5 separate regions of the Mus musculus genome follow, and all the other regions are linked to region 4. The links are chromatin contacts, called in public Hi-C, HiChIP or PLAC-seq and promoter capture Hi-C maps. All regions are on one chromosome and are shown on one strand. Each heading gives the region's core, a stretch centred on a gene start, on an enhancer-like site or on the middle of the called end of the contact. The rest is flanking DNA. Distances are from core to core; before and after follow the strand shown.

The links. Promoter capture Hi-C pulls out the DNA fragments that hold promoters and counts their contacts. A called contact is a pair of places that touch in the nucleus more often than the background predicts. HiChIP or PLAC-seq counts read pairs in DNA pulled down with a chosen protein or histone mark.
Region 1: an H3K27ac HiChIP or PLAC-seq map of double positive thymocytes shows a contact between it and region 4, with 28 times the contacts expected there. The contact joins the promoter of Cip2a here to the promoter of Cd96 in region 4. A contact is called at or near these places in 4 of 39 promoter capture datasets (3T3-L1-derived adipocytes, cranial neural crest, hippocampal neurons and 1 more), 2 of 484 Hi-C or Micro-C datasets (CD4 T cells and CD8 T cells), 5 of 115 datasets of contacts at active chromatin or transcription factors (T-cell acute lymphoblastic leukemia, double positive thymocytes, epiblast stem cells and 2 more) and 1 of 9 other capture datasets (liver).
Region 2: a promoter capture Hi-C map of stem cell-derived epiblast-like cells shows a contact between it and region 4, with 6 times the contacts expected there. The contact joins the promoter of Dppa4 here to the promoter of Cd96 in region 4. A contact is called at or near these places in 7 of 39 promoter capture datasets (the 3T3-L1 cell line, the C10 cell line, cranial neural crest and 4 more) and 2 of 115 datasets of contacts at active chromatin or transcription factors (T-cell acute lymphoblastic leukemia and embryonic stem cells).
Region 3: a Hi-C map of cerebellum shows a contact between it and region 4, with 4 times the contacts expected there. The contact joins the enhancer-like site here to the promoter of Cd96 in region 4. A contact is called at or near these places in 4 of 39 promoter capture datasets (cranial neural crest, hippocampal neurons, pre-B cells and 1 more) and 1 of 484 Hi-C or Micro-C datasets (cerebellum).
Region 5: a contact with region 4 is called in an H3K27ac HiChIP or PLAC-seq map of regulatory T cells, with 41 times the contacts expected there. The contact joins the enhancer-like site here to the promoter of Cd96 in region 4. A contact is called at or near these places in 7 of 39 promoter capture datasets (the 3T3-L1 cell line, cranial neural crest, embryonic stem cells and 4 more), 6 of 484 Hi-C or Micro-C datasets (CD8 T cells, cardiomyocytes, cerebellum and 2 more) and 7 of 115 datasets of contacts at active chromatin or transcription factors (T-cell acute lymphoblastic leukemia, double positive thymocytes, memory CD8 T cells and 3 more).

The regions. Positions count from the first base shown.
Region 1 is chr16:48,991,336-48,996,812 of GRCm38.p6, reverse strand. Cip2a (cell proliferation regulating inhibitor of protein phosphatase 2A) reads right to left here and starts at 2,625. Exons shown (of 21, transcript NM_172616.2): 1 at 2,434-2,625. The coding sequence starts at 2,535. Dzip3 (DAZ interacting protein 3, zinc finger) reads left to right here and starts at 2,671. Exons shown (of 32, transcript NM_001110017.2): 1 at 2,671-3,023.
Region 2 is chr16:48,280,670-48,285,805 of GRCm38.p6, reverse strand. Dppa4 (developmental pluripotency associated 4) reads right to left here and starts at 2,071. Exons shown (of 7, transcript NM_028610.2): 1 at 1,965-2,071. The coding sequence starts at 1,988.
Region 3 is chr16:48,370,621-48,375,960 of GRCm38.p6, reverse strand. No RefSeq gene overlaps it. Among named protein-coding and RNA genes, the nearest start is that of Gm5485, 39 kb to the left of the region's middle. Within about 2 kb of position 3,245, at least 9 of the 459 cell types and tissues checked have an H3K27ac peak or open chromatin away from gene starts, as enhancers often do. A contact at or near this core is called in cerebellum, where this site is marked.
Region 4 is chr16:46,118,832-46,123,772 of GRCm38.p6, reverse strand. Cd96 (CD96 antigen) reads left to right here and starts at 3,525. Exons shown (of 15, transcript NM_032465.2): 1 at 3,525-3,741. The coding sequence starts at 3,681.
Region 5 is chr16:48,669,865-48,675,348 of GRCm38.p6, reverse strand. No RefSeq gene overlaps it. Among named protein-coding and RNA genes, the nearest start is that of Gm41458, 59 kb to the right of the region's middle. Within about 2 kb of position 3,833, at least 39 of the 459 cell types and tissues checked have an H3K27ac peak or open chromatin away from gene starts, as enhancers often do. A contact at or near this core is called in CD8 T cells and regulatory T cells, where this site is marked.

The sequences.
Region 1 (5,477 bases), core at 1,376-3,875, 2.9 Mb before region 4:
TATTAGAGTCTAATACCTCCTTCTGTATCTTCCTTTTATTTTTCCACTTTCTTACCAAGCTTTGCTCTTGGAGTTTCAATTTATCTATTCCCTAGTAGAATGGGTTTTAAAATTAATTAGCTTGTAAGATGAAAAAATATGTCCAAAGTAAAAAAAAAATCACACAAACTGTTAACTTATCTTGGAATCAACTTGGTCATCAACTTGGTGATCTGAACATAGTTTCTCTCATCTAGTAATACTTAGCTCTCTAGAAGAGGAAGGCAGTTTCTGCTTTAAACATGACTGGGGCCAAACATGTGACTCAACAATAGTATAGCATCTAGTAATTAGTTAAGATAAGGTAAAAATTAAATTTTTACTGATGGGAACTAGCTCAATGAGGATGCCTAGCACTTAATCTGGCCATGGCACTGACCTAAGAGTGCTTTCCACCTGGGAACTCTTTTCATCCTCATAACCCTGTAAGAAAGGTGCTTCTGACTCAATTTGTGTTTTGAGTAAACTGGGGCATGCATACACTGACGATAAAGAAGCACGACTCAGATTTATACCCCAAGGGGTTGAAGCCACGCTTTTAATAACTAGACTCATGGTCAGTGATGTGAAATGCCATCACATCGAATATCAGACTAGACCAACATGAGCAAAATGACTCCAAGCACAGGTTCTGTGTGGGTTATAAAGTCACACTGCAGTCACACTGCAGTCACACTGTGTGGGGTTATAAAGTCACACTGCAGTCACACTGTGTGGGGTTATAAAGTCACACTGCAGCAGCAGTGCAGACGAATGACTAATCGTGTCTCTCATGATAAATATTTGTGTATCCTCGGAAACTACATCACCCTCAAAAACGGTAAATACTAAGAACTAAGGATGGGCCTGGTTGCGCGATGGCAAAATCAATGCACTGCTAGTACGTAATGCCAAGGTCTTTTTGAAAGGCGTTTTAGCAACATGAAGCATTACTGGATGTGGGCTGGATGGCTCAGCAGCTAGGTGCATGCACTATTCCGCAGACAATCTGAGTTGGAGTAGCAGTACCTCAAGGAGTTCACAGCTGCTATCAAGACCAGCTCCAGGGAACAGAGCCTTGTGCCTTCTGAGGGTCCTGCCCACACATGCGCATACATCACACACAGACAAACATTTAAAAGAATATTAAAATAACAAAAAGAGGAACATAAGCCCTTAAGACCTGATAGTTCTACTGGTAGGTTTATAAAAGAGGGTTGCGTTCAACCATAATAAAAATATATGACTGGAATGCACTTATTCTTAATTCCACACAGTTCTGAAAACAATCCAAATGTATTTTTGGATCCGTGGAACACTTACATAAATATCTACATAAATACTTACACATAAAAAAAGGAGTCCTGTTTATACATACAACCTGAATGAATTGCCCTGATTATCTTCGGTGAATGAAGCCACTCAATATTCAACAAAGAAAACAAAACAGACATAGAAAATAGGCACTTGTGATATCTATTCCAGTTGTCAACTAAGGCTACATCTGGAATGAACTAAATCCAGAAATGGAGGGCACATCTGCCCAGATCTTGAGGCTGGAAGACACAGGCTTCAGACATGGGGCGATGTGCTTTTGATCCAGATCTCGAGGCATAGTGGCCATGAAAAGCGTAGGCCCAGGCAAGGTAGTACATACCTTTAATCCCAGGGGAATGAGACAAGTCTCCTGAGTTCAAGGCCAGCTGGGATTGCAAGTTCCAAATCCAGGTGTGGTGATTCATACCTTTAATCTGGGCTCTACCTCCTACTGGAGGACTACATAAGGACAATGGAAGAGGGAATTCTCACTCTTCTTTGCCTGCTTACACTGACTTTCCAGTTGGAACCTACTTCTTCAGGATTCCCGCTTACACAGATGACCAGCGAAAACAACTAGTGTTGAGGGAGTGAGCAACTACTAGATTCCTGGACTTCCCAGTCACAGCTAGCTTCCCCACTTGTTGGGTTAGTAGGAGCGAAACTTTAAGTCCTTACAATAAATCCACTTAATATAAAGGGATACTCCATAAGTTCTGTGACTCTAGAGAACCCTGACTAATACAGCACCTTAAAAAAAGATCCGGAACACACACACACACACACACACACACACACAGTGCGCTCGCATACACCCCAAAGCCTCCTGGTTTGGGTCCGTACACACACACACACACACACACACACACACACACACACACACTGCGCTCGCATACACCCCAAAGCCTCCTGGTTTGGGTCCGTACACAATCCCCTCCTGGCACCCACTCGTTGCGCACACCCAGTCGCTGTCGCCAGTGCAAGGACAGCGAAGCAGCTGCAGGTCTGCCCAGGGCGAGACCTCCATCTTCCGGCCCCACAAGAAAACAGGAGGGGACCGAAGGAGGGGACACCCACTCGCACCCCGAACCTCCTTACCTCCAAGTGCCTCAGCAGCTGAGTGGCGTTCGCCTCCGACTTAACGGCCTTGTACTGACTGATGCTCAGGAGCAGGGACTTCAAGCAGGCGGTGGAATCCATGCCGACGAGCCGGCCTGTCAGCGACCACCGACACCAGCCACCCTCTGTCTTCAGCGGTCGCCGCGCATTTTTTGATTTTTTTTAAGCCCCACCCCTCTTGCGCCTGGCAGCTTCCTGTTCCGGTCGGACTCCGGAAGTCTGGGAGCAGCGGGTGGGACTGCAGTCGGTGATTGGCAGGGTGGGCCTGGGTTCCAGGCGCTGGGGTTGCGGGAAGGTGGCAGGGAGCCATCCCCTCCCACCCCCGCCGCAGTCCCCCTTTGGCGGAGAGGCCGCGAGGTTTCGGCTGGAGGTCCGCGAACACGCGGGAATCTCGCGAGACGAGCTCGTGCGGGCTCATTCTGTGGAGGGCTTCTGGGGCGAACGGGGGTCTCCGTGCCGCGCGGGCTCGGTCCCCGGGCCTTCCTCGGCCTGGGCGCGGCGGGCTCGGCTTTCCGTGCGTGCCTCAGCCTCTGCCCGAGACACGGCCGCTCCCCCCTAGTCTAGACACGGTGAGGAACTCGGAGCCGCCGAAGCTGGGGGTGGGGGCGTAGGTTTGGAGGCGGCGGGAGAGGGGCCTCAGGTTCTGCGGCCCTGGTCCCTGGTGGCCGCAGGCGACTCGCGCAGGCTAAGACCTGTGGCGGTCGGGGTTCCGTGATGAGGCAGCCGGAACTTTACGGTAGGATTTGTCAGAACCCCCCATAGAGAGAGAGCATCCCGGAGTCGCTCCCGGACGCGTTCTTGTCAGCTTTGATGTCTGTAGGCTGAGGGGCCTGTTCTTGTCTGGCGTGATTATTTTGCACATTTCTGTGGCGTCAAAAAAAAAAAAAAAAAAAAAAAAAAAGAAAGAAAGGCACCGTTGAGAATTTTATTATTATTATTATTTTAATCGGAGGTAATGATGTGCACGGATCTAATAACGAAGTGAGTCAGCAACTGGTTCAGGAGCTTAAGCTAGGTTGTGGGATCGAGTAAATGCCCATTTGACTAAGTTCTTCTGAAATTGTGGGAATTCAGGGAACGTTCCTTTTTGTTTTTTGTTTTTTTCTCGTTTGTATTGGTACCTTTTAAAGACGTCATTTATGTTCATATTAAAAGAAAATAAAAGTAAAGCTAACTGATGGCTGGAAAAAGATTGTGCCGTTGAGATAGTCACATGAGAGTTTGTAGCTAGTGCATTCATTCATGCATTCATTCATTCCATTTTAAACAAACATGTATAACGGGGCTAGGGATTGACTGTCACTCAGAACAAAGATGAGGACGTGGTGCCTGCGGAGAAGCAACCATCTAATAATAGTCCAAATAGGAAAGTACTGTTGGAATTCACTACATAAACGAGGAATGCGTCATCACTAAAACGAAGAGCAGCCAGTTTGCTGACAAGTATTTTTGCACCTTTCTCTTTGTGTCTCTGCATTTTACTGCTTTAGGCTTTTCATGAAGTGAAACCTAAGAGTAGACTATTTTACACGATAGTTTATTCAGTAAATTCTTATTGAGCTTCAGAAATAGTAGCCTTTATTACAAAGCCAAAGTGCTAGAAAGAAAAAAAAAAATGATCTCTTCCATTGACATAACAGGCATATCCCCAAAATGATGCTTTGATCACTGATGCGTGTGTGATGCTGATCCAGTTAGATCATACTAAACTGAAAGCTGAATGAATGATCTCTTCCTGTGACCTAGTGACATCTTACTTGCCACAGTGTCATAACTACACAGCAGCAGCATATGAAAGTATAGCACATACTGTTATGGATGGCACAAATAAACTACTAATGATTCATTTGTTTACTGATCCATACTTTTATCATTACCACTTGTATTCATAGTCAAAACACAAGCTTAATAGTATATGCCATGTAAAACCAGAAGTATCTTCATACAGCTGTTGTTTACCAAATCTCTTATCATATTTAGGCCATGCCTTATAAATGTGTATTGGTGGTCTTTTACCATGTTTGTGCAACAGTGAAATAACTCAGTGACACATATCTAGAATACCTATTAATTAATACCTATTAATAAGAGGTACATGACTATTCTGTTTCCTTTACCAACCATCAAGTTCTAAAATTTAGCTATCGTTATTGGTCAGTCCATAAAATTGTTATTGGTCAATCCATAAAATTCACCTTTCACTTTTGAAATGTACTTAAGACTTTTCTTTCCATTTTACAGAATTCATAACTGTGTTAAAAGTAGAGGTCTTGATAATTTGAATAGTTTCCCTCTGTCTTGCCTTGACCTTTTGTTTCACACAATTAATACACATTTTTAATTCAGTTCCTAGATAAAGACATGAGATGTCAGAGTATAATAATCATTTTTAATAACTGTTTGAAGGCCTGCTTCTTTGAATAGTGTAAGGTCCTTTGCATGGCTCATAAAAATTTCTTGTTTAAAGCCAGGCTTGGTGGCGCACGCCTTTAATCCCAGCACTCGGGAGGCAGAGGCAGGCGAATTTCTGAGTTCGAGGCCAGCCTGGTCAGGAGCTACAGAGTGAGTCCAGGATAGCCAGGGCTACACAGAGAAACCCTGTCTCGAAAAAAAAAAAATTCTTGTTTAATTTATGTAATAAGTAGATTCTTGTTTTGTGAACAAGCAAGAAGCTTTTTCTAAGCAAGCAGTGGATATGTCTAAATTAAAATTTTAGTTTTTTTCTTATTCATTTTATATAAGCATAATACCTATATATAACTAACAAGTTAATTGATTTTTATATTTTCAGTGTGTTCTCAAACTTTTAATTCTTTAGAGATGTGTGATCAAATAAAATTTATATTTTTTAAAAACTGGTTAACTTTAAGAGATCATTCAGATAGGCTTGAATTATTCATTCCAGTACCACAGGTAATATCTGGCACTAATTGTTCTGATTTACTTCATTGATTAGAAAAATGCCTAGCAAAGGTGAATATGACTAGTTCACTATGAAATATTACATATAATTAATTATATTT
Region 2 (5,136 bases), core at 822-3,321, 2.2 Mb before region 4:
AGTAGCTTCCCTGGCAGTCCTGGAATTAGATTTGTAGACCAGGCTGGCCTTGAACTCAGAGGCCCGCCTGCCTCAGGGTAAGTGCTGGGATTTGGTCCACAGGCCCGCCCCCTATGGGACTGTCTTAAGGAAGGAAGAAATCCAAACTGAAGCTGTATTAGCACCTGTGCAGTGAATGCAGAGGAGGCACCAAGGATGTGACGGATCTGTCACATCCTTGGTGCCTCCTCTACCCAAGCTTAGGCTACAGGATAAAACTAAAGGATGAAATAGGTATGAACAGAGCAACAGAAGATAATGAAAGCAACCGGATAGTGGTCCACTCTTGGACAAAGAAAACCTTACTCTGTAGTCTCACACCCAAAAACTGTTTCCCCTAGTCCTTGGTTCTAGGCTCACCCAAAGAAATTTGTAGCCAGAGTGATGTACCAAAGGCACTGTCACTTCCGTGGCTTGATTTCCCTTCAGAGCCTCTCAGACATGGCCTAGGGACAGTTTCCAATTGTTAAAACAGCCTGGTGATGTGTTAGGACCCACCCACTCCTCCTTCAGTTCTTACACCTCACTGTCCTCCGAGTCTCAATTCAAGGGTTATTTTGCTGGAATCTCAAAAATCTACCACATGTTACCTCATTTCCATGTGTCAATTAATTCCATCTGATTTTAAACTCCATAAGAATGGGGTCCCTCTCCCTTTTATTGCTGAGGATGGATAATAAATATTCAGTTTAATTAAGGGAACAACAACAACGACAACAAAAAAATCCCTAAGCACAGAAAGAAACACACACACACACACACACCAAAAAAAAAAAAAAAAAACCTAACAAATATTAAGCCTCTTCCAGCATATACACGACTAAACACACTCCTTGCCTCATTTAATCTTTATATAACTTCAGAACCACTACTGTATTTTCAACATGGAGGGCCAAAAGTTAAAAGCTTATTAAAGCCAGGTGGTCATGGCACATGCCTTTATCCCAGCACTCGGGAGGCAGAGGAAGGCGAATCTCTTCAGTTCCTGGCTAGCCTGGTCTACAAGAGTGAGTTACAGGACAGCCAGGGCTACAGAGAAACCTTGTTTCAGAAAGAAAAGAGAGGGTGGCACCCGGGAGGCAAACCAACCTGGTTTACAGAGCGAGTCCCGGGTACCCAGGACTACAGAGAAACAAAACAATAACTCACTAAATAAATAAGTAAAACCACCAGGTCACTTAGCTCCAAAACCTAGGTCTTTTCCACCCCCCCCCTCCTCCACCCCCGCAATTGTGGAAGTGACAATTTAGCATTTCCTGTTACTTGACACCTCAGTTCTCTCCCATCACAATAGGGACCGGCTTCCCAAGGACTAAGATTTACTTTTGCACAACCTCTTTATAAAGGATTCACTTTAGGACTTAACAAAATTCTTACAATAAAGAAAGATGAAAATGGCTGGCGGTTTCTTGGGGAGGAGTCCAGGAAAGTGCTCAGCATCCTATCCTGGCTACTACAGTTAGGAACCAGCAGGTCTGCCATGTCAAAATTCATAGATTCTGAGGGCCTATGGATAAATTAAGGGGCCTGGAAGCCCTGTAGCAGGCACTTTTGGGTTAAGCCCTCGGGTCCTCTCAGGTTAACTGGGGACTCCTTCCGAGGCTACCCAAAGCCTCAGTTTATACCCTGTTTTATCCCGGGACCAGCTACGGGATTCTAAATTCCTTCCTAACAAAGCATTCCTTCCAAAACACACCCTCCTCTCCTAACACATCTACACCCGGGCCCCAGGGTCTCGCGCAAGGCCACTTCGAGCGGGCCCGCCAAGCCACACACCTGCCTTTAAATAATAATTTTTTTTAAAAAAACAATTAAGGTTGTAACAAATTGTAACGCTCATTCTTCTCTTCTCCAAACAATGGCTGGCTATACTCAAAAATGAGGGGCCCTCATTTGGAAAGCCAAATTGTAAAAACAGTTCTCACCTTCTTGTCTCCAGCAGTCTCCATCTTGAGAATAGATGAATCCTCCGAAAGAAAGTTCTCCCAGCTTCCAAAAGACCTCTGACCTCAGCCGGCTTTTCAAAATCTCCTCCTACTTCCTGTTGTCTTGAGGCCCTCTTCCGTTCCCCTCCCCTTCTGGTCCCACCCTCAACAAAATTGTGATGCTAAAATCTCCTTTTGTGGCTGATTTTAATAAAATCCCCTTTTGTGTGGTTTAATTATTAGGCTTGTTTCCTCGAATTTTTTTTTGTTTGTTTTGTTTTGTTTTGTTTTTGAGGCAGAGTTTATCATTTCTTTGCCTGGCCAGAAATGCGCTTTGTATATTGTACTGTCTCAACCTCCGGAATACTGCGATTTAGAGGTGTGAGCTGCTACCCCCTGCTCCTGGCAACTGTAGATCTGGGATATTTAAAACTGTAATTATTGCTGGGCGTGGCAGCACACACCTTTAATCCCAGCATTAGAGATGCAGAGGCAGGTGGATCTCTCTGAGCTCCTGGTCAGCCTAGTCTACATAGTGAGACTCTATCTTAGAAAAAAGAAAAAAAAAAAAAAAAGGGAAGGAAGGAAGGAAGGAAGGAAGGAAGAAAGAAAGAAAGAAAGAAAGAAAGAAAGAAAGAAAGAAAGAAAGAAAGAAAGAAAGAAAGAAAGAAAGAAAGAAAGAACCTAAATATTGCTAAGGGAAAGTGAAGTTCCTAGAGAATTCTGAAAAGACTGCAAATTTATCTAATGGAATTAGCATCCTGAACAGGAATGAAAACAACCCAGTTGCTCCAGAAATCCTTTTCCATGAGATGGCAGGGGGTGGGGGTTGCATTGTTTTGGTGGTTTCAGGGCTCACCCTGGGCTTTGTTTCTGTGCACCAATCAATCTACCACTGAGCTACAATCCCAGCCCATAAAATTACAACTCTTTTAATTCTTCCCCATCCAACCCTCCTTTTTTGAAGTCTCCACGGACCTGCAGCATACTGAGGTCTTCCTGTCTCATCCTCCTGACTGCTAGGATTCAAGGTGTACCCCACCACACCTGGCCAGGGCTTGAATTTCTGATCTTCTAGCTTCCCCAGGGCTGGAATTCAGGCCACCGAGCCTGGTTCAAAACTGTAACTTTCTATCTGCCAACTGTTTTTTTTTTTTTTTTTAAAGATTTATTTATTTATTATATGGAAGTACATTGTAGCTGTCTTCAGACACTCCAGAAGGGGGAGTCAGATCTCGTTATGGATGGTTGTGAGCCACCATGTGGTTGCTGGGATTTGAACTCTGGACCTTTGGAAGAGCAGTCGGGTGCTCTTACCCACTGAGCCATCTCACCAGCCCTTTTTTTTTTTTTTTTTTTTCTGCCAACTGTTAAAAGGTTTTGTCGTTGCTAGTTGGTTGGTATTTGATAACAGGGTTTCTCTGTGTAGCCTGCTGTCCTGGACCAGGCTGGCCTCGAACTCACAGAGCTCCTCCTGCCTCTCTGCCTTCTGAGTGCTGGGACTAAATGCACGTCCCACCCACCACCAGACATTCCCTCCTTCCCCCCCCAAAAGTTTTTAAAGTCTACTGAGTATGTCGTGAATCCTGGTAATAAAATTCCGTCGCTGTTGGTTTCCCTTTTGCAGATGACGAAGATTTGTGGGAAACTACTGGTAACTTGCTTGTCCAGTAAATGAACATCAAGCTTGGCTTAAAATAAAGATCAAGACTCTCTCTTCCGATGTCAGCACCACCCTCTCCCACAAAAACAAAACAACACAACAACAACAACAAAACCAACCAACCAAGCAAACAGGAAAAGTTCCTTTGGGCTCTTCTCTGCAAGAGACCAGAGATGTGAAGTGAGAGACTGTGCGTTTAGAAGTGGTGACTGAGCTGGGTGTGGTGGCGCACGCCTTTAATCCCAGCACTCGGGAGGCAGAGGCAGGCGGATTTCTGAGTTCGAGGCCAGCCTGGTCTACAGAGTGAGTTCCAGGACAGCCAGGGCTACACAGAGAAACCCTGTCTCGAAAAACCAAAAAAAAAAAAAAAAAAAAAAAAAGAAGTGGTGACTGTGGGATTCAGATCTACACTTGCCACCTCATAGAGGTAAGACCTGTGACTTACCTGTAGCTAGTATGATGGAGCGGTGAAGTAAATGAATCTCAAGTTAGAAGCTAGCCTGTACTAGACAAACTAAGTGTCTGAAATAAACAGGGGCAGACCACACAGTGGTAGAGTGCTTGATTAGCATACTGAGTGAACTAGGTCCAATCCCCAGGTAAATTGCTCACCCCCACCCTACATTCCCCACCCCCTCCTCCCCATTCCCCACCACCCACCCCAGAACAGAATTCTTTTTAAGTCCTACAGCCAGATCTTTTTGTTTGTTTGTTTTAAGATTTATTTATAGCCGGGCGGTGGTGGCGCACACCTTTAATCCCAGCACTTGGGAGGCAGAGGCAGGAGGATTTCTGAGTTCGAGGCCAGCCTGGTCTACAGAGTGAGTTCCAGGAGAGTCAGGGCTATACAGAGAAACCCTGTCTCAGAAAAAAAAAAAAAAAAAAATTTATACCTGCGAGTACACTGTCACTGTCTTCAGATGCACCAGAAGAGGGCATCAGATCCCATTACAGATGTTTGTGAGCCACCATGTGGTTGCTGGGAATTGAACTCAGTACCTCTGGAAGTGCAGTTGGTGCTCTCAACCACTGAGCTCTCTCCAGCCCTAACCCCAGCACTCTTATCTCTGTAGCCAATAACTTACTAGTCGAGATTATTAGAAAGTACGTCTTGGTGAGTGTGGGCATGGTGCCACACACCTTTTAATATCAGCCTAGAGTCAGGTGGATCTGTTTGAGTCCGAAACCAGCCTGATCTACATAGTGAGTTCCTGGGCTGCCAGGCTTAATATAAGACTCAAACAACAATAACAACAAACAGAACACCTATATTTTTGTTTTGTTTTTTTGGGGGGTTGTTTATTTGGTTTTTTGTTTTGTTTTGTTTTTGGTTTTTTTTTTTTTTTTGGTTTGTTTTTCGAGATAGGATTCCTCTGTATTGCCCAGGCTGCCTTGGAACTCACTCTGTAAACCATGCTGGCCTCGAACTCAGAGATCTGCCTCTGCCTCCCAAGTGCGGGGATGAAACGCATGTGCCACCACTGGCCAGCTTTTTTTTTTTTTTTTATG
Region 3 (5,340 bases), core at 1,996-4,495, 2.3 Mb before region 4:
AGCGCTAGCCTAGCAAGTGCAAGGCTCTGGGTTCGATCCAGAAAAAAAAAAGAGACAAAATAACGAAAAGAAATAGAGATGAAATGCTGCAGGAAAGTGGGCAACAGCTGAGTCAGGACTCCAACCTAGGAAGGAGCCTTGCCCATGAAGATTCTGAAGAAGAGAGTACAGAGAGAAGAAAATCCTGGGAAGCAGAGGGGCAGTGGCTGGACAATGCAAAACCTGATAGCATAGGCTCATAAATTTGCTTTTAAAATGTTAACTTGGAGGGAAGAGAATTAAAAATGGAGACTCAGCCATTTGTATGCCGAACATCAATAATGCATTATTCACGTGATCTGAAAGGAGGGAGCAATCAAACGTCCATCTGCAAATGGTTGGATCAACAAATACTGTATATTTATACAATTAAATACTACTTGGTAATCAAAACAATGATTTTATGACACATACTACAGCAAAGATGAACCGTGGAAAAATGCTAAGCAAAGACACCCGAATAAAACGTTTAAATATGCTATGAGTCTATTGACACAAAATAGGCACAAGAGAGAAATTCATAGGCAGGAAGTAAAATAGATTAGAGGTTACAGGAGCTGTGGAGGAAAAGTAATTGAAAATGGTTACAGAGCTTTATCTAGACGCAATGAAAGGTTTTAGAACCAGCGGTGATGACTGTACGACATGCATGTAGTTAATGCCACTGAGTGAATTAAAAGGTAAATTCTCTATATATTTTGCCACAATATTACAACTTTATGGGGTTAATAAAAAGCCACATTAGTTTAAGAGAAGACGGGCTGGAGAGATGGCTCGGTGGTTAAGAGCACTGACGGCTCTTCCGAAGGTCCTGAGTTCAAATCCCAGCAACCACATGGTGGCTCACAACCATTGGTGATGAGATCTGGTGCATCTGAAGACAGCTACAGTGTACTTAGATATAATAATAAATAAATCTTTTTAAAAATCTATTTAAAAAGAAGAAGAAGAAGAAGAAGAAGAAGAAGAAGAAGAAGAAGAAGAAGAAGAAGAAGAAGAAGAAGAAGAAGACGACGACGACGACTACAGAGCATGGCATGGTTTAACTTGGGTTTTGCAAAGACTATTTTAGTCATGGTATCGATTAAAGGAGGTTAGAAGGCACCTAAGCCATCCAGGAGGGCACAGATAAAACTGTTAAAAAAACGAACATAAGCAGACAGATTAGAGCAATGGAAAATTTGGATCTGGGATTGATATAAGAAGAAAGGACGTCACAGGGTGTCGTGTAGACAGGGAATGCTAGAACAGATTCAGATCTTGATAGGACAGACTTTGAGTCATGTTTTGCCTAGAGAATGAAGTGGACTTTTGCTATGAAGGGCCAGAGCTCAAGGAAAGGAATGGAATAGAAGCATAAAGCAAAGACTCAAGCTTCTTTTTGACAAAACTGTGATGCTGTTGAAGCCACCAGACTTGCTTATCTAGACAAGTTAGGGAGAAAATACAAGAGTGAAGATGATCACGTGACAAAATGTTTGACATCAGTGATAATTATTATGGACCTAACATTTGGAATTTTATAGAGATATAAAAAAAGACAAAGACAAATGCAGCCCAGGATTGCCAATGCATGTGACTTGAAGGAACTAGACTAGAGCTAACCTGGCAAGAATTGGTTTGTCCCACAGAGAAGACAGTACGGTTATGCCAGGCAGGAGGTGGAAAGGCTATACTGACAGGTTGGATACTTGAAAGGCTCAATAAACATAAATCTGAAGATGGTGAGTGTTGTAACAACAGTCTAACATGACTGTACAGCATCAACTTGGGGCGTTCTAAACTGTCTCTGCAAGCTCACAAAAGGCTGGTGTGTGACCCTCACTCATGAAGCAGCCTGGATGCTCAACAAGATGCCAGTACCCCTGAGGAATCTCTATTCTGAGAGCCAACCACCATGCCCAACTTGGGCTAACAACTCTCCACTCTGCGGAGCACTTGTGCTCTTCCCCGTAGGTGGGACCACCTGGCCACTGAAAGCAGCCATTAAAGACCCAGAGCCAGCCATGATACCCGCAGAGTTGGCTAATGGAAATGGAGATTGTTCAAAAGGGAGCACCTCCTGGGATGCAGAGCTCTGTGGATCCCTCTCAGGCACAGGATGAAGCATTATCACCATCCTTTCCTCCTGCTGAGTCAGGTTCGGATTACACTCCAGGTCACTATGGGAACCTGGCAGAAATGAGTGTCTGGCTCTTTGTATCAGTCTTAGCTTCTTTAGCTCACATCTATCCTTCGGTGATGGCTCTTGTGGAAGAAAAAAAAAATGGATCAGGAAGGAAGGACAAAGGGAAGGAAGGAAGGAAGGAAGGAAGGAAGGAAGGAAGGAAGGAAGGAAGGAAGGAAGGAAGATCGCAAACAGGCAATTTCTTGTTGAAGGCAATGTAATCCACTAAAGGCAATGAAGACACTGATACTCTTCTTGAGGCAATTTAACAGTGCAGTAACCAGTCCCTTAGAACTGATATCTTCATCCTATGCCAAGGAAGTAGACACACTTTAAATGTGGTTTATATGTGGCTATTCCTTATGGAATGATCTAACATAAAAACAAAATGGGGAAAAAAATAACATCCAACAATTAAAGAATAGCCACACGAATTCTGCTATAGTCATGCACAGTGATGTTACTTACTCATCAAAAGTGTTTAATATTTGATATTGTGATGTTAAGAAATAAAGCCCACAGAGGAAACAATATAGAGGGTGTAGTTAAGGCATTTCTGCATACAGAGCACTTAACAAACAGAGACTTAACAAAATAAATAGTAGTTTTCCTTATGGTGTGCAGGATAGTAGGTGATCGTCTTAATTTTCTAGCTGTGTGTACAAAACTTATACCAAGACTATATCCTTATTTTGTCTGTAAATAAATACATGTATAATTAGAAAGAATAGGAGGCAAACCAAAAGCAGAAGGGTAAATTGTAAATTATAATCAAATCTCTTACAGATACATTAATTCAGATTTATGTTACAATCTGTTCTGCCTACCCACACAATCCTTGCCTTTTCCCTCCCCCAAATCACCACCACCATCCCTAGCTTGTGGACATTAAGGACGTGGAAGCATCTTTTATATTTGCCATAAGGCAAGCTGGTTGGAACGGACGAGGAACAAACCATCTTTCCTCATGAGTGTCAAACTGTTCTGAGCAAGGCCCCTGTCCTATCCAGCCTACTATGACAAAGTATGGCAAGGCCAACTGGGGGCAGCTAAGGCTGACAGCTGGTGCCCTGGGCTATGTCAGCCTTGCTGAGTGGCCAGGCAACTTAAAAAGACAACAGGAAACAGATGGCCAGCCTGGTCTCCTCTTTGGCTAGTCTATGAGGACCATCTGGAGGAAAGAAAATCGGTCCGCTGCCTGGTGACGAAGGTGCTGTGGTAAAGCCCAGTCCTCACATTTTGCAGTGTGTAATGCCCAGGGAGAAAGTGAGGGAGATCTTTGGGAATTAATGAGAAACAAAGACTAGTGTCACAGCTCATGCCACACAAGGAGCCATTACTAAAGGGCACAGTGTTCTTGAGCCAGGACCCCACAGAATTCCAAAACCCTTGAGACTTATGGTCCTGCGAATGCTGCCCAGAGATGCTTTCAGTCAGGGCTTCAGACTAGAATTCCCATCTTTTACTCTGCTTGTAGGTCAACTTCTCCAGCATTGTTCCATGTCTCTGAGTTGACCCGACCATCAGTCAATTCTGCTGGGATGTCCTCTCTGCTTGTACCACATGTCTTTGCATAACTTTAATTTTGTAACTAAAATGCTGGCTTGTTCAAATGGAGGTAATAAACCCCAGTCCTTTCAGTGTGGCTTGGGGTCTTGGTCCTGAGAGTTAAAACTGTCATGAAGGCTGTTCCCATGTGAAGACAAATGGAAAATGACAGGGAAATCGAAATGAGAGACTGCAGCCCCTTCTGAATGCTCTCTGCATTCTGTTTTATTCCTGCAGCCCAGTAACTTGGGAATCTATAGGCAGTTGTTAATGGTTACTAGAGGAAGGAGAGACATTTTCTTCAGTGGTGTAGCTATGGTAATATTCCCACGCTCCTGAAATCACAGCTGTATCCATGCTCCAGTAAGTAATTCTAATGAAATTCATGGCGTCATCAAGAAGAGACAGGAAAGCAGAAGAGAGATTTAGAAAGAGGAAAGGGATCAGTGTGGGTAGCAGGGAGATGAAAATGATCGGGATTCATTACATACATGTATGAGTATGTTATAATGAAGTCCATCATTACCTAATAATATATAGTTTATATATGCTGTTAACATAAACAATGGGCTGACATTATTACTCAGTGGTAGAAGGCTTGTCTAGCATGTGTGAGGTCCAGCACTGAAAAAACAAAAAATAAAAAGAGTGCAAGAGGGCTGGAGATGTGGCTTAGTGGTTAAGAGAACCAAATGCTCTTCCAGAGGTCCTGAGTTCGATTCCCAGCAACCACATGGTGGCTCACAACCATCTGTAATGGATGCCCTCTTCTGGTGCGTCTGAAGACAGTGAACTCATATATGTAATATAAATAAATCTTTAAAAAAGAAAAGAAAAGAATTCAAGCCATGTATCAAGGGTAGTAAGATAGAGGCTCTAGACACTGATGACCACAGGGTTACTACATTGTCCTGGAATTCCTACTTCATAGCTGTTTTTAATGTATTCAAATTTGCATCTTCTATAAGATACTGATAGCTTTTTCCTGTGCCATGTCACAAATCGAATCCTAATGACATGGAGACTTGGAAGGTATGTTGTGACTGCCAGGCTGGAATTGTTACATTGTATAGTAAAAATAAATAAGCAAAAAAAAAAAAAAAAAAAAAATACACGCAGAGATTCTTTGAACAGACTGAGGATTGATTATTGAAGAATTGGAATGTCTTTGCCCAAAAGGACACCATTACTTTGTTGAAAACATACATAGAGATGAGTTTTAAAAGGGAAATGGGGCTAAAGAGATGGCTCAGCCATTCAGAACACTTGCTCCTCTTCCAGAGGACCTGAGTTCAGTTCCTAGCACCTATTTTAGATGGCTTACAAGTACCCATAATTCCAATTTCAGAGGAATCCAATGCCTTTAGCCTCTAAAAGCATCTACACTCATATGCTCACGCCCACGCGCGCGCGCGCGCGCGCACACACACACACACACACACACACAATTTAAAAACTCAAAATGAAATCTTAGAAACAGGAGGGGAGGGGAAGGAAACACGGCTGGGGAGACGGTTCAGCAGTTGAAAGCACTTGCTGCTCTTCAACTCTTAGAGGATCAGGGCTCAGTTCCTAGCACCCATAAC
Region 4 (4,941 bases), core at 2,276-4,775:
CCATAAGCAAGGCAAGTACCCAAACTATTGTGTTTTGTCTGTTACCATTCACTTTCTAACTGTGGGGTGTTTTCAGGGGGAAAGCATTAACTTGGGAAGGCAGTTTTCTGTAGAGAAAGAGAATTCTTGGAGCAGAACTGTGAGCCACATGATTTGCTAAAATGAAGGATCAGTCTGAATTTTAGAACTCCTCTTCATGATCTTATTTCAACATTGTGGACACTGTGAAGTGAGAATTGTTTTAATGGTTGGGGCATTGCCTTAGAGTCTTACTGAAAATTATTTATACAGGACCCGTTTCAGACTCATGACTCTTCTGAGTATTGTGGATAGAGCAATCAGGGTGACTTATCATGTATACTGTATCTCTCCTTTCTTGGTAAAGGCCATGCTGCCCTTACACCGTGAACAGCACTGCCCACCAGCAGGCACTTTCCTACAGCTCCAAGAATAAAGAAATTCTAAACAGGTCTTCTGCCTCCGTTTTTAAAAAATCAGAATAATTGATTATGTTCTTTGACAATTTTATACATGCAAACAATATACTCTGATCACTTTCTCTCCCCTTCTTTTATAGTCTTCCAATTCCTAACAACCCCCTCCATACCTGTCCTTTTCCTAGATTCTTGACTTTGGTTTTGTTCTGTGACCCACAGTTTAACCAAGACCATCGTTGTGACTGATTGGACCTATCTATTGGTGCTCAGTGAGGTCACCAGTGGGCACACAACAGAATGCAATGACTCTCCATCTCTCTTAATCTCTCAGTAGCAAATACTTCAGCATTGAGGATTGGGGTTCCTTGAGTTCCTCCTCTACCCAAGTTCGACTATTGCAGAACCCATTCTTATACAAACTCAATGCACTCTCCCTTTTTATCTTTCGTTCACTCACCTTGCCCATGGACATCTGGATCATCTTTTCAATGTTTCTTTATGATAAAACAATATCACATTATGCAAATTCTAGAAAAACAAACAAACACAAGACAACAAAACCAGACCTATGTTAATTTCCAAGTGAAGAAGAGAAGCCATGCTTTCTAGTCTGGACTCGAAAGTTCTCTGTATTACAAACTTGCTTCTCTGTAGCTTTGTTTCTCATCCAGCAACTGCCTCAAACAGTTTACACACACACACACACACACACACACACACACACACACACACACACACACATATACACACACACAGTGTCTGCCTTGAACTTTAGGGCTCCCAAGTGTTGGTATCTCCTACTTCCTCTGCTGGAATAACTCATTCAACAGTCTCTTCCAGGATGACTTCTGTAGCATAAGGCCAAACTCAGATTCCATACTTGAGAGGATCCTGGCCACTCCCTCCCTAGGCCTCTCCCCCTTTTCTCCTGCATGTCCTTTGTCTCTCAAGGGAGAGTTATTTATTACCTGGGTGTAACTTTAGCTTGGTTTGTTTCATTTTGTGACACAGGAGGATTCTCTTTCCTGAGAATAATGTCAAGCAGAATGTCAGGTTTCTGGAGAAGAAAGCCCATGATTTTTCCATTATATTTAAAATGACCTAGAGATGTATGTCTTTAGTGATCCCTGAAAGGTCACAATAAATATTTTTTAATTAACCGAATCCTTGAGTGCTGTGTTTTCAAGCACACTGGGAACTGCTCACAAAGCCTAACACTTCAAGTAATTTATGTGAGTAGGTAAAAAAAAAAAAAAATCTAGTTATATTTGAATTGATCACTGTAGAACCACAAAAAAAGGGGGGGGGGGTTTACCTCCTGCTCACCTTTCCACTTCTCAAAGCATCTTCTTCGAATTGAGTAATTTGCATAGACTGTTTAAAAACGTTGTCCAAACACAGTCCTGGCTTGCTTCTCTAGCAGAAATGAATGTGTGTGTGTTCTAGCTCCCCTTTGTAAATAATCGCATTTGTCTCAGAAGTTCAAGAAGTTCAAGGTTGCTCTTCACATTGTGAAACTGACAGCTTCTGTTTCATATGCAGCAGGCTGGAATATCAGGCAGAAGAAAGGCTGTGCGGTTTGGGATTTGGTGAGCAGAGAGGATAACAGGAAAGATTGATATGGCTTCATAGAAGAGTTATTTTTAAGTACAGAGAATGCCTATCCCCCTGCTGAAAGGGCCTTTAGAAAATATTACCAAGACAGAAAAGCTGTGGGGGCCATTCCCACCACCTGGGATAGCCATTCTGGTCTGCAGGCTGTTGCTGCCACCTGCTGCAAGCAGGCAGCCATGGAGGGGCTGTCACTTGGGTCTTGCCACTTCAGAATAACAGATGCATTCAACGTGTGTGGCACAGCCATCTGAGAAGTGTCTTCTCTAAGAGTCTAGATGGATCCCAAGGGAAAATTAGTAAAAATCTGATGGGTTCAGGCCACAGAAATTCCTAGGTATTAGAATCATGAACCATGAATCAAATAAATAGCTAAGACAGATTGGACCAACCGACACCCAAGTGCCTCTAATAAACCACCTTAGCAAAAGGCAGGGATTCTGTGAACAGTGAACCTCTAGTTCTGAAAAATCACACTCTCTCGTCTTAATGAGGCATTCTCCTGCTCTCTTTTTAAAAGTTTCCTCATTTTAATGCAGTAAGAGTCTAAGTACTCCAAGTAAGAATTCAGTAAATTGGGGTTTTTATTGCAGTTTTACAACAGGTGTAGTAAGAGGTGACAAAGTTCCTCTCCAAGTATATAATCTGTCTTCGTCTAATAGGGACACCAAGTCACAGATCAGAGTCTTTCTAACACATCTCCTGGAAGGCTTTATTAAGTCCCATCACTGACTTAACAGAATTCCCAGCTGCGATGAAGAAAGATGCCCTGAGCAGTTACATCACTTCCTGTCCTCCCTTCAAGGATCTGAATTGCTAACCCTCCCTGGAAAAGTCATCAGGACCACCTGACTTAACATACCCACCGACACTCTGTGTAGTTTAGTTCTTTATGGTTTTTGGATTAGCCAGATAAAGCTCTTAGACCTTCATTTAAAACGCCTCCTAGCTGTGACAGTGAGCAATTTCCCCATTTGGTCTCCAAACTGGTAAGGACAAAGGGTAGGAAAGACCCCCTAACTTCTCCCCTCCACAGAAATGTGGATTTACCTACAAGGAACTAGACAATAAATTCAGTTGGATAGCTGACATTACTCCCAGTTATTCTTCAGGGTTTATTAAAATCAAATATGTTAACCATTGTTCTTTCACCCTGGGGCTATTCAGGAAAGAAAATATATCTTATGATTGGACTGAAAAGCTATTACAAGAGGCAGCAAGCTCGTGTTTGCTAAAGGACTTTGTGCTCTTGAAAGGAAATGTATAAAAAGCACAAGGGGACTTCTCTGCACAGTTTCCTTTGTTTCGATTTTAGAAGCAGCTTGACTGACAAAGAAACTGAAGGAGAGAATCTTGGGATATGGAAGCGTCTTTTAAAGGTGAGACAGGCGCAAGGTTTCAGAGAACAGTTTCCACATTGTTCTTGTGAAGGTTATACTTAGCCCTGAACCACACTACTTTCCTGTCTGCATTTCATTTCCTGGGGACTTGCCAAGCGATCAACAGCCCCAACCCTGTGGTAGAGTTGAGGTTTTTGAGCACGAATAGGGTGGCTAGCGTTTGCTTAGCTAGAAACAGCAATCGCCTCCTGTGATCATTACAGAAATGCTGGCGTGAGCTCTTCGGGAGACAATGGGGAGAAAATGGACATATTGTGTTGTTTACACCATCATCCAGATACAGTTTTTCAGGGGTAAGACTTCCGCTCACGCTGGTCTTTTCAGATGGCTGCTTAGGGACCCTTTGCTCCTTTGAAATGCTTCAAGACTGCTGCAGGAGTCGATCACTGAAGGACAAGCTGTTGCTAAGGTTGTCAGTTAGCTGCTTAAGTGGCAGCTACGGGAAAGATGCTAGAGTCGATACAGGATTCCTAATGAGCACAAAACCTAAGGAGGAAACAAACAGCGCCATTGCTCTTGTCTCTCTTTACCATTTCTCCTCTTCAAAGAGTCTTGAATTATGGGAAAATTGTGTGTCTTGGAGAGGAAATGTTCCTGGATCATTATAAAGACAACGGCAGAAAACTAAGACACCCTATAATCATGTCCGTGGTCAGAAAGCCTTGCTCAGCTTTTAATCCTCTCTCAGGCATTTCTTTTCAAATTAACAAACAAGTGTCTCTCCTCCCTAATACTAATGTCATTAGTGGTTGGATTTATGTTAAGCCTAACTCAGTTACATACAAGGAGTACCTTGCAAAGCCAAGGGGAGCCCTTTATGACCATGGGAAATGAAACCTAAAAGGTCCATTTCAAAATGGAAGGAGGAAAGCTTAGTTCTGAACCCCGCAATACAAGATTCGTGCTGAAAACCCGAGCTATGCATGGCAATGAAGATCGCTAGAGTTTCTGAATCAAAGACACGTTGGAACTGGTGATCCAGATAGGCTCGGATGCATGTTATTGAAGGGTCACTCCTGGGGAGTTACATTCAGATGTATAACCTCTGTCTACACAAACTCTGTGCATCCACAAACGTATAATAATTCCTATCCATCAAGTGTCTTTGTTTCTTCTTAGCAGCTTGCTGTCTTTTTATCTATTCCCTTGTGAGCTCTGGGGGACTTGTCCCAGTAATGTATTACTTCTGTGATGGTAAATTTGAAAAGGGCATCTGAAGCATTTCTGAAGACATATCAAAGGCCCAGTGCTGAACAAATTTTGAGTGGTCTGTACCATGCAGTCAGGTTGCCGATGGGAGAAAGAACCTTTCATATCTAGCGTTTCATGAGCTGGTTAGAGATGATACCCTAGGGAACATTTACCTGAGGCACCTGCTCCTTTCTCCTTGGGAGATGTAACTACATGGAGATGAAGGTCCCTTCATCCTCAGAGAGAATGTCAAGTTTCTTATTCTACTCAGCCAGACTGAATGTAGGAAGCAGTTTGGAGTT
Region 5 (5,484 bases), core at 2,584-5,083, 2.6 Mb before region 4:
CTCTTCATTATCACAACTTATAATTAGGAGTCACTGAGGTCACCCTTTTTTTTCTTTGTGCTCTTTGGCTCCTTCTTAAATTAATCTAGAAACTTTCTATATCGGATGCATGTGTGGTTCCGGTTTTTTGTTTGTTTGTTTGTTTTTGTTTTTTTTCCACTTCTTCCCTTGGTGTGTCCAGGCGCTGTTGCACTTCTGGCAGAGAGAACAGAGTGGAGCTGCGCTCCAGGGTCCGCTTCTTCCCTTATAGTGTCTGGGGCCAGGGAGGGAAAGGATGGAACCAGAAGTCCAGAATAGGTAGGTCAGCAGGATCCCGGTCTGGCAGTGAATGCACAGGGAAGAGGTGAGGGGCTGTCTTCTCCAAAGATTTCAGTGTTACAGCTCTTTTAGAAAACAGCTCTCTGAAGGGGTTTGCCACCCCATAGGAAGAACAACAATATCAACCAACTAGACCCTCCCCTCCAGAGCTCCCAGGGACTAAACCACCAACCTAAGAGTACACATTGAGGGAGCCATGGGTCCAGCCACATATATATAGCAGAGGATGGCCTTGTTGGGCATCAATGGGAAAAGAGGCCTTTGGTCCTGTGAAGGCTCAATGCCCCAGTGTAGGGGAAAGCCAGGGTGGGAAGCAGGGAGTAAGTGGGTGGGTGGATGGGGGAGCAACCTCATAGAAGTGGGGGATGAGATAGGGGGGGACTGGGAAAGGGGAAAACATTTGAAATATAAATAAAGAAAATATCCAATAAGGAAAAAGAAGAAAACAGCTCTCTTAAACAATAGTCAATCAGTTTAAGCTCTTTACTAGGGAAGAGCACGGACTATATAAGCCTTGGAGAGTGGGAAGTGGTTCTTTATAGAGTGGTTTCATTGACTGAGGTTTAAGGTACTGGGGATAACCCGTTCCAGGAATTTGGACCTGTAATTTGGCCAAGGATTACCTGACACTCCTCAGGTAGAGTGTGGGGGTAGGTAGGTAAGATAGAGAAGAGGAAGTCCTGCTGGGAACGGGAGTCCTCTGTTTTGTTCTGAGCTCAAGGGAGCTATCTGGAGATGGTAGACTAAGACCTTTAAATAGCAAGCTCTTCTAACAAATATGCACAACTCTTCCTGAATCACACCAGGAAAAATTCCAAACAGAGCATGGTAAAATGTGAGCTGCTTCTTTCTGGGTAGTGAAGCCTATAGAACTGCTTGCTTAATTTCAGTGTACGTGTTTGTGTGTGTGTGTGTGTGTGTGTGTGTGTGTGTGAGAGAGAGAGAGAGAGAGAGAGAGAGAGAGAGAGAGAGAGAGAGAGAGAGAGAGAAAGGACAACATAAACCCCATTTGTCTCCATTTAAGAACCAGGCCTGATTTAGAAGTTTCCCCAAATTTGTTATTTTGTCTTAAAACCACCTTTCGATAATGAAAAGTGATGTTGTTGGAACTAACACAATGAGAAGTATATATCTAACAACTTGAGAAGTGTCTAAGAACCTCAAGAGAAAGCATGGGAGGGCCACTCCCTGAAACTGACTGGTTTATTACTGATACATGGGGAAGGGGTGAGTGAGGAGGTACAGCAGCCACTGAGAGCCCATCCCTCCACCCCTTCCTCACTAGCCAGGTAAGAAGGAAGGCTCTGGAATTCTCCATAATGCATATCCTCTACTTGATCCAGAACCCTCAGGGTAAGTGCAGTAGTAGTGGCAAGGATGGGCCCTGTCCCTCTCAGCCTTCCAAGGTCACTGTGTCTTGGAGTCTCTCTCAGTCACAGTGGTACTGGTTTTACAAACCTTTCCATTCAGTTTCTCATTCTGAGCATGTCTTCCCAGCCAATGTGAACACAGAATACTTAAGGGATGTTCCTGTAGAGCAGTGACCATTGGTAGAGTGGGCCTAAAGTAAAGCTGACTGTGACTGTTCAGGCTAGAAGAATTCAAAGCAGACACACACACACACACACACATCCCACCTGCACACACATACACACCACCTGCACTAACACACACACACACACACAAACACACATCCCACCTGCACACACACACACACACATCCCACCTGCACACACACACACAAACACACATCCCACCTGCACACACACACCACCTGCACTCACACACACACAAACACACATACACAAACACACATCCCATTTACACACACACACACACACACACCACTAAATAAGTATTTTTTAAAGGGGGGGGCTTTTTTTAAATGTATTTGAGGTCTACATGCTTTGGATTGTACAAATGTGACCAGACAATTTCCTCTGCAGTGGCTTCTCCTTTGCATGCTTCACGGCTGTCAATCCTCTTCTACTTAAGCAAATATTGACTTTCTGTCTTTATTACTTCCTCACTTTGATCCTCTGTGTCACAGGACTGTCTCTATCCAACAGAAACTATTTTAACATCACTTATTGACACCTGTAATGGTTCGCCATCATAGGCTGAATGTGAAATGTCTCCCCACATAAGCTTGTATATCTTTGAACAGGTTATGGCACTGTGTTGTGAAATTATGAAACCTTTGGAACATGGGGCCTCAGCAGTGGCTCAGGCCACCACTGTGGGACAGACTTTGAGAGCTATTATATGGTCCTGCTTCCAGCCTTTTATTTTATTTTTTTTTTTAAGTTTTATTATATGTGAGTACACTGTAGCTGTCTTCAGACGCACCAGAAGAGGGCATCAGATCTCATTACAGATAGTTGTGAGCCACCATGTGGTTGCTGGGATTTGAACTCAGGACCTCTAGAAGTACAGTCAGTGCTCTTAACTGCTAAGCCATCTCTCCAGCCCCTGCTTCCAGTCTTATTATTTGTTTCCTAGATGGGTAAGGTGCCAGGGAGATGGCACTCTGAAGTGCCCCATGCCTTTCTCACCATGACAGAGAGATATACCCTGGAACTGTGAACTGAAATAAGCCTTCCTCCCCTAAGTCACTTATGGTGTGTGTGTTGTCACAGCAACAGGAAAGTAAGTAGACAGTCACTTACATTAGGCAACACAAACACCCCTAATAATCTCTCATTTAAAGAAAACTTTATCAGTTTTAATTCCCCAAATACAGGATTTAGTGATTTACTCCTATTCCAATACATATATACATATACATGCATAGTTTTACGTGTGTATTGATTTTTGCTTAAAATGTGATTTTTAAAGCCAGGGGAAATAATAGCACACATAATTCTGTAGTGCCTTTTAGGAACTGTGATACATCTGTTCTTGTCATAGTCTTCCAGTTCAGAAGTCCCATTTTTTAACCTAAGCTCTAGTCTGAATATCATTTTTCTTCTATAGGCACTTTAAATTTATTTACTTTAATCATGTTCCTGTGTGTGGGTCTGTGCATGTGAGTTGTGGGTGCCCACAGAGGCCAGAGGCAGCACATTTCCTGGCGGCTAATGTCACAAGTGATTGATAGCGGTCCAAAATGGGGGATGGGAAGTGAATATGGTTTCTCTGCAAAACCAGTGTGTTTTCAACTACTGAGCTATTTTTCTAGGCCTGCGTCATTTCTCTTTTTAATCCACACCTCTTTGTCTTAAGGGGCCTTCTAACCGCTGTCCTCCTATTATTAGCAGCTGTGTTTGCTCGTGCAGAATTAACCCCAGATAGCAAGCAAAAAGCCCTGCTGCCTTCTTCTGGCTCATATTATCTGGGGTTGTAGACACTTTTCTCTCAGGATAGTTCTTTCCCTAAGGACAACAGAATCCTCATACTTCTTCCAGGGATGCTACTCTCTACCTAATTTTTCTTTGCACAGGAAGCAGCTCCATTGATAGTATCAAACATCTTGCCTTGATGACTTAAATTTCATTTCATACACTGTTTAAAATACCCATATACCCCACTTCCTCATAGAAAAACTGAACCTTTTTACATTGGTGTTCTGAAATCATCTGTTCTCTCTACTCCAATCTCTTATACCTTTAAGATCAAAAACAAGGACAAAACCTACAGCAATTTTTACCTATTTGATGATGCCATTTTCTGCTGCTTATTTGAAATAGGGATTTCATTTGCAATGCCAGCTGTTCTATCATTCCCTATGAGTTCATGTTAGCCAAGGAGATCCCAGAGGCCCCAGAAATAATGCAAGCTATTGCTGTTGCCTTTGGCTGCCCACCAGAACTTGATCTGAAGACTCAATACTACAGACATCACACACTTTGGACATAGGACACAGAAAAATCAAGATGAACCTGAATTAGAAGCTTCGTGCCTGCTGACTAGCATTCATGAAATTGCAATGTGATAAGCAAGCTGTCAAACTAGAAATGCCATCAATGGTCTTACCCAGCTGGGACCACTGCATGCTTCAATACCAACCTAGTACATCAAGTCTCTGTGAGGGTAGGCACATCTACTAAGGCCAGACAAGGCGGCACAGCTAGAAGAACATATCCCATGTACAGGCAACAGCTTTTGGGATAGCCCCTTCTCCAGTTGTTCAGGACCCATATGAAGACAGAACTGCACATCTGCTATAAGTGCAGCGAGGCCTAGGTTCAGCCAGGACATGTTCTTTGGTTGGTGGTTCAGTCTCTGAGAGACCCCAAGGGTCCAGGTTAGTTGGTTCTGTTGGTTTTCTAGTGAAGTTCCTATCCCCTTAGGGGCCAAAATCCTTCTTATTCTTTCATAAGAATCTCCAACCTCCATCCAGAGTTTGGTTGTGGTTGCCTGCATCTGTCTGAGTCAGTTGCTAGGTGGAGCCTCTCAGAGGACAGCCATGACTGCAAGCATAACAAGAGTATCATTAATAGTGTTAAGGATTGGTGCTTACCCATGGGCTTACGAGTCTCAAGTTGGAACAGTTATTGGTTGGCCATTCCCTCTGACTCTGTTCCATTCCCCATGCCTGCATTTCTAGTAGACAAAATAAATTTTGGGTCAAAAGTTTTGTGGGTGGGTTGGTGTCTCTATTGCTCCACTGGGGTTCCTGCCTGGCTACAAGAGGTGGCCTCTTCAAGTTCCACATCCCCAATGCTGTGAGTCACAGCTGAGGTCATCCCCATTGATTCCTGGGTGCCTCCCTTATCCCAGTTCTCAGTTTTTTCTTTGATATGAGGAAGAAAATTTTAAAAGATGGTCTTAGTTGTTTTGCTAGAAAGATATAATAAAGTTAGAATCAAGAATAGAATGTGCCCACTCCTCATAATAGAAAGTAAAGGTTGCATAATAAGAAATGCAATGAGCTTAAGTAATGGCTGCATAATAAGAAATACAATGAGCTTTCATAATTATACTAAAAAGAGGAATAGGTTTGGGACAAATTTGTGTTCAAGGAAAAGCATGCAGGTCCAAGGGTGAAGCCACAGTTGTGCACTATGATAAGATAAAGCTATGAGAAACTGTTGTTTTGGACTTATAATGAGCATATAGAATGCAGCTCTGCTTTGAAGTTAATATCAACATCCTTCTGTAACTCCTATTTTCTGTGACATTTTTCTTTGAGGCTATTTTCTCTAAGAACTTTTGTCTATTAAA